Linked DNA regions of Mus musculus: all the other regions are linked to region 2. Evidence: chromatin contacts called from public Hi-C and HiChIP or PLAC-seq data. All regions are on one chromosome and are shown on one strand. Each heading gives the region's core, a stretch centred on a gene start, on an enhancer-like site or on the middle of the called end of the contact. The rest is flanking DNA. Distances are from core to core; before and after follow the strand shown. Region 1 has its middle 26 kb from the start of Gm20655. Region 2 overlaps Gm20125 (predicted gene, 20125). Region 3 has its middle 3.5 kb from the start of Gm32543.

Region 1 (2,700 bases), core at 191-2,690, 860 kb after region 2:
TACCAAAAGTCCCCCATAGCCACCCACCCCCACTCCCCTACCCACCCTCTCCAACCTTTTTGGCCCTGGCAAGATTTTATCGAAAGGACCCAGATGTAGCTGTCTCTTGTGAGACTATGCCGGGGCCTAGCAAACACAGAAGTGGATGCTCACAGTCAGCTAATGGATGGATCACAGGGCTCCCAATGGAGGAGCTAGAGAAAGTACCCAAGGAGCTAAAGGGATCTGCAACCCTATAGGTGGAACAACATTATGAACTAACCAGTACCCCAGAGCTCTTGACTCTAGCTGCATATGTATCAAAAGACGGCCTAGTCGGCCATCACTGGAAAGAGAGGCCCATTGGACACGCAAACTTTATATGCCCCAGTACAGGAAAGATAAACTTTTAAAACACTTTTGTTACAAATGGAATCCCCAAATCTCCAAGTAGAGAGCACTCTCCTGAAAATGAATGCTCTCTAAGAGTACGTGACTATTTTTTGTGTGTGTATAAGTCTATGCATGAGTGTGTATCATATGTGCTGCTGCATATGTGTAGTTCTGTGCAAGTATGCATGTAGTTGTTCATGAATGTTTGTGGCCAGATGTGGCCCTATATATGCATAAAAATTAACATTTATATAAGTATGTATAGCTATACTTTTGTATACAGTGTGTCTGTGAGTGTGTGTGTGTGTGTGTGTGTGTGTGTGTGTGTGTGTGTGTCAGAGTATATGTGTGAGTGTGTATGTGTGTGTGTGGACATGAATATGTGTTGGGGAGGGGGACTGAAAGCTCACCTTTGAAGGTGTGATTTGGATCCTGTGGTTAATGGGTTGTTTTCAGAGGATCACATCTTGCTGCCCTTTGATTTGCTCAATAAATCCTCCTTGGCTTACAGCTTCACAAAGCTTACTGGGTTTGTTTGGTTTGGTTGCTTTTCTTTCTTGTGTTGTTGGCTATCTACCTTCTGAACAAACAGGCAGATGGGTGAGGCCACAAGTACGGTGGAGCTGTTTGTTACATCATTGCACATGCCACAAGCCCACAGTGACAACTACCACAGATGCACAGCTCTCGTCCCCAGGAAGGCACAGAGTATGTCTTGAGAAATTCTCTATGCCATTCCTCACAGAGACCTACAGCTGGAGCAAGGAGCAGGGGGCTTCTGGCAAGCAAGCTATCTTCATGTCTGTCTTCCTTGGGGAGAGAGAAGCTCAGCCTTGGTTACAGTCTCTTACCCTAGTGACAGTGTTAAAGTCCAAATTACAGTCTCTTCAATCTCTCTGCCTCACTACCCTGCAGTTATAACCAAACCCCTGAATAGTAACACTGAATAGTAACAATGTTTCCCTAAACTAAAAGCCAAAGAGAAATGGTTTTAATCCATTTATGCTTTAATCAGTGAGTCAGAAAGTGGCAAGCCAGAGTTTATTGCAAATCGTACCAGCAATCTGTCATCTTCGTGACTCATTCTTTCTGTGGGGAGATTTTTTGCTGTGATACAATTCATCTCCTAAAAATATCTAGTATTGACTGGCTGTACTTTCACAGCTGGATCTGGCTGCTTCTCTGACATTATTAAGGGACGGATATAAGAATCTTCTAACTCAATCAGGGAGTAATTTAAAGCAATGTCTCTAGCCCGCCATTCAAGGAATTGATTATCTTCTAGAGATATGGGGAGAAAATCTAAATAAACAATAAACAAAATGAAAATACAATAACAAAGATTGAGAAAACATCAGTGTCCAGAATGCACATAGAAATATTACCGAGTGTTAAACAAAGCAAACCAGTCAGAGGAAAGCGTGCAGACAGTGGATCCACGCACAGGAGATGTGTTGTCTGTAGACAGTGAAAGCGTTAGTAAAACAGACTACCAGGCTGACTGCTTATTTTTCTTTACTTCAATCCTAAATAACGCCAGTGGTAAAGCTGCCTTCTTAACAGAGACCATCATGTTTGCAGGTGCCCTCAATACCATTTGTAAGATCTCTGCCACATAGGACAAAGTGTAGAAGAAATATAAATGAGTAAAAGGCGCCAGATACTATCACTTTTGTTCATTAGGCTAAAGAAATTTCAAATGTTGATAACATCTAATATCATCGAGGATGATGGCAAATATTGGTAATGACATAGAGTGTTGGTGAGAGTTAGGTTTTCTCTCTATTGCTTGTCCAGTTGTAGTTTATTCAAGAAGTGGACAATTTGACCAAGTCTCTGGTATGCAAAATTGAAAATTACTTAGCACACAGTACACATATGGTATCTGCATCCCATCCTCAAAGGAAGTTTTTTGCCCAGGTTCCCTTCAGTGTGAATGGGACTGTCAATCATAGAGCCCCTCTGCTACTCTCAGTTCTGTCTCAGGGCTAAAATACTACAGCAGAACACCTGATAAGGTATTTCACTCAGAGACAGTGGCAGCTGCAGAATTCCCACAGAAGATGTTCTTAAAAACTCAACTCAAAAGGGTGGAGAGATGGTTCAGTGGTTAAGAGCACTTGCTGATCTTGCAGAGGATAAGGATGTGGGGGGATTGTAGTGGGGGGATGATAGTGGGAGCAGTAAAAGATCCACCTAGCATCTCAGGTTTCTCTTCCTCTTCTCCAGAGGAACTCTCCTTCATGAATGCTTTCTTTGCCTATATATGCATGTGTGTGGTAGTAGGTGTGTTTTATGTTTTGTAAAAGCATTTTGTGTCTGACCTCT
Region 2 (2,700 bases), core at 68-2,567:
CTGAGCGTCTTCCTTCCTTGTTCCTTATTGCATTCAGCTGGCTCTAATTCCTTTCCATGTACTTAAAGAAATGAAATATTTCATCTGAATTAAGAGCAATCATGTATTTGAGAAGATCAATCCAGAAAGAACAGAAAAGTGAATTGTTTTCAATGAAGCTGTTTACAGTGACTGAGCAGCTAGGGGTTAGATGAATAAATAAAAAGACCAGTAATTTCATTGAATTATATTGTTCAATTTCAATTGTGTCTCTTAATGTAAACAGCTCAGTGATTGATGCATTATCGAATATTCGTGGAGTGTGTGTGTAATGAATATGTTTATGAATGACCCAGTGAGAGAAAATCAATCTTAGAAAGATTTCTCTGTTGAATTGTAGTTTAGATGATTGCAAATCAAAGTTTAAAATGTCTGGATTACAACATTGAGTACTTCAAACTTTCAGAGGGAAAATAAAGGACCTGAAAGGCAACATAATAAAGTGACATGTAGTAAAGAAAACAGACAGTGTTTTCTAACGTACTTTTTTAGTATTTAAAGTCTTATGTCAAAGTAATAATAAAACTAGGAGCCAGTAGACAGGAATGGTGGCACACACTGGCAGGATCTCTAGTTCAAGACCATCCTCGACCATTCGTGTTAGGAGCCTATCTGAAAAACAATAATGATTTTGTTATTGCTTAAGAAAAGTAAGTCCATTTATTATTTCTGTCACTAATGTGGAGGAAAAGCTGACAGAAACTGTTTAAGGAAGACAGGGTTTGTTCTGGGTTAGAGTTTGAAGGTAAACAGTCCTTTGTGGAAAGACAGGTATGCCAGCAGAAGAGTGCTTCTGCTAGTCATATTACACCCACAGTCACAAATCAGACAGAAGCAAGAGCAGAGGAGAAGAGAAGCTGGGACCAGCTCTGATTTTCCCTTACTCAGACTGAGACACCTGTGCATGTTATGATGTCACCCACATTTACAGTGGGTCTTCCCACTTGAATTAACCCAGTAAAGAACATCCCTTACACACATACCCAAAATTTGGCCTTCTAAGTAACTCTAGATCTTGTCAAATTTGCCAATTCATATTAACCACAACTATTACCCAAGCATCCTAAAATCATAATAATGTATGCCAGCCGTTGAAAGCAATCATGCTTTTCTTTTAGAATTATGGAATTATGAAGTACCTGCCAGGAAAATCCACTTTTTATTCTAGCCAATGGATCAACCATCTGTGAAAATACTACTTCCTGTGAGCTACTCACTGAACCACATCCCCTGAGTGCCATGCTTGTCCAAGTGTCTGAAGTGATTGACAAAGCAAAGCATTAACATCTTTTGGGGAGTACCCAGTTGCGAAATGTCTCACTTCCCCCTTTCATCCTGACTCCTCTAGTTCTGTAAATGTGCTTAAATTACACTCAGCTTAAAACTCAAGCCTTTTCCATTTCCTGTCTCTGTCAATCTACTACCAACACTTCACATTTTCTTTTGTTCCACGGTAGGCAAAGTGCTTTATTTACTTATTTTTATTCATGTGATATCTGGGGAAATGATGGCAGAGAGATTTCCCAACCACAGACCAGACTGGATCCGCAACCAGGAGAATGAGCTTCACGGGGGGAACTTGTTACATACAACAGTTTACACACAGACCCAGGTTAACCTAATCAGACCTTGCATTTTAACAAGATACCTCAGTGAACAGTACATGCGAGTTTATTAAGCATTGACCAAGGAAAAGTAATAGATTTGCTTATGATATCTAAACCTGTGAGGAAAAGAGCCCAAAACGAACAACAATGAAAAGATATCCCAGCTCTATGTTCCTGAGCCCAAATATGGCATTACTATAAATGTGACTTTTGGGAACAACAACAACAAAATCACATGGCAAACTTTTGGAGCTAACCTCAGATAACTAAAAAAACAACAAACAAATACAATATCTGCAGGTGAATCCAATAGATCAGGGTGTGTTTGTGGGGGGAGGGGTAATTGGTAAGCAAGTCTCAGTTTGAGAAGATTGTTCATGTAGTACACATGAGCTAAGTTCAAGTGAGTACCACCCATCTCACATCATTCCTTCCTTTCTATGCCCTTCATCTCCTGCTATAACTAACTCACTGTTCCCTCTGAGTATAAGTCAGTGGCCACTTTATCCTCCTTTAACTAACTGACGTAATTATCTCTCTCTGTCTCCCTTTCCCTCTCCCTCTCTTCCTCCCTCCTTTCTTCCTCCCTTTCCCTTTCTCCTCTTCCCTTCCACTTCTTCTCCCACTTCTTCTCTCTCTCTCTCTCTCTTTTACCTGTATTGCTTACTCTATATTCATTCTTCATCCAACAACTCTTTCAAAGTTTCAGATAATGACTTCATTGGAGTACTTCAATGGATGTACCACAGCCTCTTAAATTATTCTTACATGCCCTTAATAGATCCCAGTATATCTTCAAACTCCTGCCCCATCTTCTACACGTGTGTTATGTTAAACATCACAAGGAATGATCTGAGAAAACCCATCAAAGAAAGCAGAGGTGTCTCTAGGTAAGTTTCTGTCTCTAGCAACAAGATCAAAACGAGAGTGTTATTCAAGATCTCTTTACAGCAAACATTCAATAGGTTCCTTCTGCCCTAAGCCGGAAACCTAGAAAGGGGTTAGTAAATGAACATGTCATGGAATTGGGCTGAGGATGCATCCCTACTTTAAA
Region 3 (2,702 bases), core at 2-2,501, 690 kb after region 2:
GGAAACTTTTTTTTTTGTAGAAAAAAAAAAAGATAAAAGTATAAATGGTTTGTTGAAACGTTGACGAAAAGCTCGCCTCAGAGAGCAAAATTCTTTTTATGTTGTCTTAATATTAATCTGAAATGAAAATGTCCTTCACTTCAAGAAGGGAAGATTTGGCAGGTATAAGATACAATAGGACAAGGATATGTCCCCTTCCACGTTTAGCTCCTCATGTCTTCTAAGGAGACTTTGAAATCAATAGTATATAAGATGCTACAAATAATTTTTTAAAATTGCTTAAATCTTTAACACACACACAGCTCAAAGGAACAGAGGCACACAATAGCAGTGTGAAAGAACAAACAGGGCTTTGAAGGCAAACCTGAAAGCTCACATTCTAACCCAGGTGGGTACCATTCTCCATTGCCCAAGGCAAAGGGTGTTTCTTAAATCAGTTAGTTTATAATCAAATCATAATAACAAGGTAGTTGTGAAGCACAAAAGCTATGTAAATGTAAATATCAATATGTAATTTCCTATATTAGTTCCCTATTACTACTTTAAAAAACCAACTAACCAACCAAACAAATAAACAAAAAAACCCTAGTGGCACCATGTTTTAAAGAAAAGGCATTTCTATCACTTGCTGTTTACAGAAGCTGAGTGACAATCAATATGTCAGCTCTGGCAAGGCTCCCCTAACTAAATAACCTCATGGTGAATGCCATCATGGCAGACAAGTGCATGGTGAGATTATACATCAAAGTGGAAAGCCAGAGACAAAGTCTGGGGTCAAGTTGGTTCTTTTCTATCAACTCACTCTCATAGGAGATGAGATCCCTGGTCCTCTGCTGTCCTGTGCTCCTGATGGCCTAACACTTCCTACATAGCTTTTTATTTTTCAGTTTTTACTTAGCATATATTATCTATAATAATGGTTTCAGTATGACATTTTCACACATTTTGTAATACACTTAGATCATATTCACCTCCTATCTTCTACTCTTGGCCACTCCCCCTCCTATCGATCTTCTTTCTCTTCCCATCTGGTTCCTCTTCCACTTTCGGGTAGGTTTTTGTTTTGCTTTCGTCTCACTGCTCGCTGACTCACTGAGTTTAATTTAGAGTTGTTTACAGGAGCACAGAGCAATTTACCAGCAAAGCCTCATGTTGCCCACCCCCCACCCCCCACTCCATGCTGGACAGTCGACCAGTCCAATCTTGTGCAGGTAATCACAGCTGCTGAGAGTTCAAGAGTACAACACCAGGCATCACACTGGGAAGACAGCATTTCGCAACACTTCCTCTGGCTCTCTCACTTCTGATCCCTCTTCTACCTGAACCTTGGAGTAACAACCTCCCAATGCCAAACCAAGCTGTGCCCAAAGCTGAGACAGCTCTGATCTATAGACATAAACACAGGTATTCAGAAGGCAATTCATCAGGCATATTAAGTCCATTTAGCAAAACAACAGCACTACCTTCTCTGCATGGACCCAGAACTTCCCCACACATGGGCTTTTGACCAAGTTTAGATGACCTGGTGTGAGTACCTCCTGTGAAGCAAACCCAGTCACAAGCAGCTGTTTACCCAAAAGACATGCTCCTCTACTGCACCAATGGGCAAGTCTTGCCTGGCATGTTGCTGCTGTACTTTGTAGAGTGTGCTGTTGGGTAAGGCAGTTAATGGCTCCCTATCACACTCCTCCCTCACCCCCACTCCATTGTCTGCATAGCACCTTCCATCATTACAAAAACTACTTCTACACAACCATGCCTGAATGCCAAGCCCCTAAGACAAGAGCCTTTGGGATACAGACCCCATGCAAACCACAGCACTCCTCAGTGTGCTTCATGTTTCCACCATGGTCAATGGCCTCAACTCAGTGAGGAACATCCACCATTGATAGCACCATCAAAAACAGACCTACAGTTAGACCAAAGGAATACTTGGGGTATGTTGTTTATCATACACACTCATGCTGTCTTTAATTCCATTTCTTTTCTGTTGAAGGTGAGGAACCTTTGAAGAAGAACGAATGCAATTCAAATATTTTCCCAGAACGTAGTCATGACAACACATTTTATCTATTAAACCATATATATAGAGAAGTATTGGAAAAAAAACTCACTTCCCTGGAATTTTTGACAAGCTGGTAAATAAATAAGCGTTAGCAAGAAAGGGTTGCAGGCAGAAATAGCCAACCACTGGAATTTATTTACTTTGAAAACTAGCTCGAGTCCTACCAGTGGTATTGCATCATTAATATGTGTCGGAGAATATAGCTTGCAAAAGCTCAATGGCGGGCAGGATTGACACCTACAGAAAAGTAATTTTAAGGGAAGAAAAAGTAGCTGTAGATATAATAGTAATAGAGATATAGTATTATAGATAGAATAGTAAATACAATACTAGGAGAACATTTGGAGTTTGTTATTTCTTTATGTACCTTTGTTTTGTTACGTTTTGTTTTTTAATACAGGATTTTATGGAGGCAACAAAAAGGTAGATAGGGAGAAAGTAGTAGATTAATTTATTTAGACTCTCAGTGGGCTTTTGATAAAGTCCCACACAAGAGACTATTAAGGAAACTTGACAAACACTGGGTAAGAGGTAGAGGGCTGTCAATCATGAGTTAACTGTGGGTTAAGAGATAGAGGGACTGAAAGAGTAAATGACCCACTCTCAACACAGAAAGGAGTTAATAGTGGCGTGCCAG

Evidence for each region. Hi-C and Micro-C count contacts between places; a contact is called where the count stands out from the background. HiChIP or PLAC-seq counts read pairs in DNA pulled down with a chosen protein or histone mark.
Region 1: a contact with region 2 is called in a Hi-C map of bone marrow-derived macrophages, with 13 read pairs. The contact joins two enhancer-like sites. A contact is called at or near these places in 2 of 484 Hi-C or Micro-C datasets (bone marrow-derived macrophages and cumulus cells).
Region 3: a contact with region 2 is called in an H3K27ac HiChIP or PLAC-seq map of microglia, with 8 times the contacts expected there. The contact joins two enhancer-like sites. A contact is called at or near these places in 1 of 484 Hi-C or Micro-C datasets (bone marrow-derived macrophages), 3 of 115 datasets of contacts at active chromatin or transcription factors (bone marrow-derived macrophages and microglia) and 1 of 9 other capture datasets (embryonic stem cells).

Annotation. Positions count from the first base shown.
Region 1 is chr10:17,859,846-17,862,545 of GRCm38.p6, forward strand. No RefSeq gene overlaps it. Among named protein-coding and RNA genes, the nearest start is that of Gm20655, 26 kb to the left of the region's middle. Within about 2 kb of position 1,441, at least 35 of the 459 cell types and tissues checked have an H3K27ac peak or open chromatin away from gene starts, as enhancers often do. A contact at or near this core is called in bone marrow-derived macrophages, where this site is marked.
Region 2 is chr10:16,995,669-16,998,368 of GRCm38.p6, forward strand. The region is part of intron 1 of Gm20125 (predicted gene, 20125); the gene reads right to left. Among named protein-coding and RNA genes, the nearest start is that of Gm20125, 99 kb to the right of the region's middle. Within about 2 kb of position 1,318, at least 57 of the 459 cell types and tissues checked have an H3K27ac peak or open chromatin away from gene starts, as enhancers often do. A contact at or near this core is called in bone marrow-derived macrophages and microglia, where this site is marked.
Region 3 is chr10:17,682,995-17,685,696 of GRCm38.p6, forward strand. No RefSeq gene overlaps it. Among named protein-coding and RNA genes, the nearest start is that of Gm32543, 3.5 kb to the left of the region's middle. Within about 2 kb of position 1,252, at least 57 of the 459 cell types and tissues checked have an H3K27ac peak or open chromatin away from gene starts, as enhancers often do. A contact at or near this core is called in bone marrow-derived macrophages and microglia, where this site is marked.